2 separate regions of the Mus musculus genome follow, and region 2 is linked to region 1. Evidence: chromatin contacts called from public Hi-C data. All regions are on one chromosome and are shown on one strand. The core of a region is the stretch at or near the end of the contact, and the rest is flanking DNA. Distances in the headings are between cores, read along the strand shown.

The links. Hi-C and Micro-C count contacts between places; a contact is called where the count stands out from the background.
Region 2: a Hi-C map of liver shows a contact between it and region 1, with 3 times the contacts expected there. The contact joins two enhancer-like sites. A contact is called at or near these places in 7 of 39 promoter capture datasets (the C10 cell line, cranial neural crest, embryonic stem cells and 4 more), 1 of 15 datasets of contacts at CTCF or cohesin (large pre-B cells), 29 of 484 Hi-C or Micro-C datasets (B cells, the P5424 cell line, cerebellar granule neurons and 12 more), 3 of 115 datasets of contacts at active chromatin or transcription factors (astrocytes and embryonic stem cells) and 2 of 9 other capture datasets (embryonic stem cells and liver).

What each region holds. Positions count from the first base shown.
Region 1 is chr14:60,527,616-60,530,890 of GRCm38.p6, forward strand. It overlaps a transcript of Spata13 not described here. Among named protein-coding and RNA genes, the nearest start is that of Gm41166, 94 kb to the right of the region's middle. Within about 2 kb of position 1,551, at least 79 of the 459 cell types and tissues checked have an H3K27ac peak or open chromatin away from gene starts, as enhancers often do. A contact at or near this core is called in liver, where this site is marked.
Region 2 is chr14:61,123,212-61,126,486 of GRCm38.p6, forward strand. No RefSeq gene overlaps it. Among named protein-coding and RNA genes, the nearest start is that of Sacs, 14 kb to the right of the region's middle. Within about 2 kb of position 1,685, at least 4 of the 459 cell types and tissues checked have an H3K27ac peak or open chromatin away from gene starts, as enhancers often do. A contact at or near this core is called in liver, where this site is marked.

The sequences.
Region 1 (3,275 bases), core at 301-2,800:
CACATCCTATAGTTCAAATTAGGCAATGCTTTACAGTATAAAGTCTCTTTGGAAAGTCTACTGTATATACATGTATACAGTTGGTTCCAGGGTTCCCAAACACACCACAACCCAGAGACTGTGAAATGGTCCTTGGTGTCACATGTGCTGAGACCCAGCAGGCATCATCTTACACCTGACATCTTCTCTAAACAACCTGGAATTTGCAGTGCAATGTAAATGCTGCATAAATGGTCATTGGACTCTTTTGGTCAAGAATAATGACAGGAGTTGGTGGAAATGTTTCAGTATGTCTTAGTTAGGGTTTCATTGCTGTGAAGAGACACCATGACCAAGGCAGCTCTTATAAAGGACAACATTTAACTGGGTCTGGCTTACAGGCTCAGAGGTTCCGTCCATTATCATCATAGCAGGAAGCATGGCAGCATGCATGCAGGAAGACACGGCACTAAAGGAGCTGAGAGTTCTATATCTTGTTCCAAAGGCAAACAAGAGAAGACTGGCTCTTCCACACTGGGCAGAGTTTCAAAGTCCACCCCCACAGTGACACACTTCCTCCAACAAGGCCACAACTCCTCCAATAAAGCCACGCCCCCTAAGAGAGCAACTCCCTGGGCCACACATATTCAAACCGCCACACAGTACAAAGAGAATTAAAAATATATATATATATATATATATATATATATATATATATATATATCTGCAGTGTGTGATTGGTTGAATTCAAAGACGCAGAATCCACGGGGAGCCAACTGTACTGTATATTTGCCAAGTTTGGAATATTACACACCGTTACAGGGAGGGTAGAGAACCTGTTTGTTATGGAGGGCTCCCCCCACATGTGTAAATACTTTGGAGTCCCTTTACTGTGTAGCCAGCATATGGTACCTTCAGGAGGTTCTACAAAGCCAGGCAGGGACAAATCATGTGACCTCGTTTGCAGACATTCCCAGACCACCAGAAGAAATTCAAGGATTGACATTGCCCATGTGCGTCCCAGGAACTGTCTGAATTAAGGGAGTAAAATGGGACTAAGCAATAGGTGGTCCATGGTTGTCACAGAAAACAGAAGTCCTCCAGCTCACATGACTCTGGGTCCTTGAAATCTGATAATGCTGATAAGTCACTTCCTCAGAAGCGCTGCTTGGCCAGATCTCCACAAAGAAAAAGAAAAAGAAAAAGGAAAGAAAAGAAAAAAAGAAAAGAAAAAGAGCCGGGTATGGTGGCGCATGCCTTTAATACCAGCACTCGGGAGGCAGAGGCAGGCAGATTTCTGAGTTCGAGGCCAGCCTGGTCTACAAAGTGAGTTCCAGGACAGCCAGGGCTACACAGAGAAACCCTGTCTCAAAAAAAAAAAAAGAAAGAAAAGAAAAGAAAAAGTAAAACAAACAAAAAATTAAACAACAACAAAAAAACCTCATTCTAAAAGAGCCAATGCCAAAATAAAACAAACCAAAAGAGGTGCATCATTGGTGCCTTCTGCCGTGTAGGCTCAGAGGATGGCTCAGACCCAGCAATGATCATTCAGGGGCCGCTGTCCCTGAGTGAAGCCAGCAGCCAAGACAGAAGAAAAGAGCCCAGCTGGTGTCCAGCCAGAACAGCACCAGGGCACAAGGTGGCAGCTGCCAGGGCTCAGCCTTGGGCAAGAATCCAGAAAAGATGAAGTCATTTTCTGACCTGTGTCCCAGCCAGGAGTTTGAATGCAAAAAGGGTTATCGGTGAACTTTCTGAATGTCTTCTGAGGCTTGCTTTCAGCTCAGAGGCAGAGCTCTGGCACAGTATGGGCAATGGCAGCCAGTGTGTCATGGGACACTGCCTTATAGACAGCTGCAGTCATTACACAACACTCAGGTACTAAGACGGGGGCAAGTTTGAACTATTTCCCTATCACAAAACGCCTACCTTATTCTCCAAAATGTGCTGTTTTCTGTCTTTTGTGCTAAAGCACAAAGACTGTGTTACCGTTGTGTGTGTGTATGTGTGTGTGTTGTTTTTTTATCTCTAGGACATCCTTACCTGAGTATGTGTTGTGAGCTAAGCCAGGTTGTAGACCCCCATCAGTCTCATCTCCAGCCTTTCCCTACTGTGTGGACAAAGCTATGGATTCTCAAGAAAGCTGCTGGGGGAGCCCTCCTGAGACTTCAGACACCTGTATCTATTTTTCTTCACGGGGGGGGGGGGGGGGGAAGTGGGGTGTGTGTGTGTGCAGAGTCTGCTTGACCTGCCAAGAAGATGTGAAACTAACAAAGAAGTTTCCCATGGGGGGGGGGGGAGTGTTGTGAGGGGGGGCAGGCAGCCAGCAGAGGGCAGCTGTTCCAGCCACGCCACCTCAGCCTCACTACCTGCACCTCTAGGGTCTCTGCCTAAGGATGCTTCCCTCTTACCTCATGTTTAGGGGTTCTGGAGTGACAGCCACGATGGCATGGGGGCGGGGGCGGGGGGAGAGGGGCAAGGCACTTGAGTGCACACATGCATAATCTGGATTCAGGGATGAGGTCATATTCCCAGTGTGAGGGAATTCCCAGTGTGAGGGTTGGGAGAAGAAAATGGCTTTGTTACAATTCTGCTAGACTCCTCACTGGCCCAGGACAGTGCGGTTGTCTAGAGAATGTTCCTCATTGACAGCCCAATGAGAGTGGAGCCCAGAAAACTCCCCAGATGAGGTCATATGAGAGACTTGATGGGGGTGGGCGGTTTGGGGGAAGGGGAGGAAAGACTGGCAGAAATTAAAGATATCTGAGCTGACATTAAAGACATCAAGAGCTGGGGTGGAAGATTCTCCTGGGACCTGGAGGACACAGTGGGGGTCCTGGGGGGACAGTTGAGACAGAGGTATGCAGGCTTGGGGACTCATAGGCCCTCTGTATGAGGTTTGTTTTTCTGTCCTCCACTCTGGCCCACTGGCAGCTCCGCCCACCTATCTTTCCCACTGTGCTCTTTCTCAGCCTTCCTGTTCTTCATGGCAGGGAGGAGTCGGTTGGCCTCAGGCTGAGATCAGCTTTCTCTACTCACCCATCCACCGTGGGCCTCTGGGGTCGGTCGCTCAGACTTCTGCTATTAATGCAGCACCAAATGGAGGAACCGGAGACAAAGCCTGGGTCTGCAGGCTCCCCCGCTCCGACTCCAAGGGGTTCACACTGATATTATAATAGTTACTTCCTAATATTTAAATTCCGAATGGCCAACACTTACATTCAAGGTCACTGCTAATGAAACAGCAATCTGTATGCAAATATGTATTGTTGTCTGTGTATTTATGCGTACTCTCCACC
Region 2 (3,275 bases), core at 435-2,934, 600 kb after region 1:
TACTGGCCATTTATTTCTCTTCCCACTGTTAAGATTTTCAGCCTTTTTAAAATTTTTGAATTAATATTAATTTTTATTTATATGAGTACACTGTAGCTGTCTTCAGACACACCAGAAGAGGGCATCAGATCTCATTACAGATGGTTGTGAGCTACCATGTGGTTGCTGGGAGTTGAACTCAGGACCTCTGGAAAAGCAGTCAGTGCTCTTAACTGCTGAGTCATCTCTCCAGGTCCTTCTGTCTCTCTTTCTACTACTATTTTATTCTTATAGACTTGTAATTTTTATAAGTAATAATTTATTTACTACATGTCACAAATACTGTCTCGGAATGCTTCTTACACTTTAAGGTCGTGTGCACATGACGTCGTCAGTCAGAGTGTCTCTAGTATACTGTTCTCCACACGTACTCTTCTGGTGCATTGTATTATATTGTATTTTACTTCATCATATTTTATATACTTTTCTATTTATAGTTTGAATTTAATTTTCTTTTTTTTTTTTTTTATAGTTGTTTCTTTTTTTTTTTTTTTTTTTTTTTTTTTTTTAAGATTTATTTATTTATTATATGTAAGTACACTGTAGCTGCCCTCAGACACTCCAGAAGAGGGAGTCAGATCTCGTTACGGATGGTTGTAAGCCACCATGTGGTTGCTGGGATTTGAACTCCTGACCTTCGGAAGAGCAGTCGGGTGCTCTTACCTACTGAGCCATCTCACCAGCCCCGAATTTAATTTTCTATCCCTCTCTTTATCCACTCTTGTTTGACAATGCAAGTTAAAGTACTTTGCATTTTGTTTTTTCTGTGATTTCTGGGTTTCACATTATGAGATAGCTCAATGGGTTAAGGTGTTTGACACCAAGCCTGATACCCTGCGTTGGATCCCAGGAAGCCACTGGGCACGTGAAGAGAACTGATTGAAAAGTTGTCCTCTTATCTCTCCATGGGTACTGTGGCACAAATGTACACCTCTTAAATGAATGAATGAATGAATGAATGAATGTAGAAAAATAGAAAAGCAATGAATAATTTCATCTATTCAAAGCTCACACTCAAAGAATATGAATATTTTCAACTATTTAGTACAATTATTTTAAAGGATATAAAAGCATTGTGTGCAGGGCGTCACACTGAATTAAAAGATGATATACTGCTCTCCATGTGATATAAAATAATCCATGTAAGTGCCTGAAACTATGGCTTTTCAGTAATTAATCACATGCTGGAAAGTTCCTTGCAGAATGCACCCAACTTTGGAATCTGAAAAAAAAAAAATGACCTGTGCCCAGATTTCCCGACACACACTCATTTAAATGGCCATTCATTAAACTAGCTGAAGTATTCAAACTTACTCCCCGCCAGAATCAGAGGGCATGAGAGGAGGTGGCTACAGAGTGACTCCTTTTGTGTTACTGTACACATAGCTTTCATACGACTGTTGAAGGTTTTCTGAAAGACAGCTTTAAATCTCTGTTCAAGTTGGATCTTGGTACCAGTCTAGACTCAAGGCAACCTCGTGAGATGTCGCCTTCCCACCCTGATGTGTCAAACACATGCTCTCTTCACCAGGCACCTTCGGCTGCTTTTGAACAAGATTGCTTTCCTGAGTGTTGGGTCCAAAGCTGTCCCCAAAATCGCAACGCTTGTGCCAATGTCCTAAGTAGAAGGACTTTGGCCAGGCAAACAGAAAGATTGTTATTGGGTAACCGAGGCCTGAAGACTGAGTTCTGTTTACCAGGAGCCTCCCTCAAAACACCAGGAACCTCTCTTGATCCGCCATAAAGGTCAACTACCTAGGGAAAGGTCACCTAGTTCTGGGTCAACCTAAACACCCCTTATCCTGCTGACTGTCCTATAAAGCCTGCTTGCTTTCCTGCCATTTCATCTTCTCTTTGTCCCTAACCTCCAGACAGCCTTTGCATTTGACCCTCCCAGTATACCTTCCTTTCTACCCATGGAGTGGTCCCGTTTGGTAGTTTTACTGTGCCCCCACATTGTTAAGCACAGGCAGGTTCTGATGGCAAGAGAGCCTGGCACTCTGCTTTTAGATTCTCATTGCCATCGGAAGGGTAGGCATTGTTGCAATCGTTGGTTTGTAGGTGAGGAAACAGAATTACAGGGCTTAAGGTGGGTCTGGTGAGCAACTCTGCAGCAGAGCACGTGTCTGGCCTGAATTCCATTCCCAGCAAAGCACACACTAGCGCATACACACGTGCACGAGCATGCACACCCTGTCCAGGGTTCCCCAGCTGGGCAGGCACCCTGGGGCTGACCATCTTGGTCTGCACTCTTTCTTGCTCTATCACAGCTCCTCAGGACCTGCCTTGCCAGTATTTTGCAGTGTTACAAGTCCCATAGTTGAGACTAGTTCTAAATTTAGAATCAAAAGGACAAGAGTGGTTTCCAAAATTGGAGATGAGTTTTCTATCCAGCTAAATTCTTGAATTGTCTTTCAAGGAGCTGGCCCTTCTGCTCCGAGGATGCCCTGCACTGACTTTCCATGGCCCCAGCTGGCTTGAAGAGAAGACCTTGGGATAAGTAATGACCTTGACATGCAGAATAAAATAACAAGAGGTCAAAGAAGAATTCACTTCATAGGCACCAAGCACAGCCTGGCCAGTTATGGCGAGGATCTCCAAGCAGGATCCAGCAAGCTCACACAACACAGGGCAAGGATATCAATCAATCTCATTCTATTCCCAAGGAGAGGGAGAGACACAGCTACAGGCTGATCTGGGAGTTTTACAAACTTTAGATGACTTTGAAAGTTGGGGTTTTTGTTTTGTTTTTCTTTTTGTTTTTTAATCACATTTCACCACATGAGAAATACAGCTCAGAGATTTAAAGCCAGTGGGCCTCAGGCATAAAGGACCGATGCTGGAGACAGTCACACCCAGCTATCTCCAAATCCTCTGCTCCCTGTATGCCACACCAACTGATTTTTGGTGATCGTGATACTCCACTAACATTTGAGAAATGTATTTTTCAGATCTGCTATAATTGTCTATGATTTAGTCTGCTAACTAAAAACATGAATTTTAAAAAAGGCACAAGGGGCCACCAAGGCGGCTCAGGGGGTAAAGGAGCTTGCTGCTCAAGTCCGAGTTCAGTGTGGAGGAAAGGTGGAAGGAGAGAGCCCACTCCACAAAGTTGTTCCATGGCCTCCACAGGCGCACTGTGGCACAGCCCCACCCGCAGCATAGCATACACAGGCGCATCGATAGTAAAATGTACAGACAACACGGAAGCAGTGACACTTGTTACCTCGGACTCA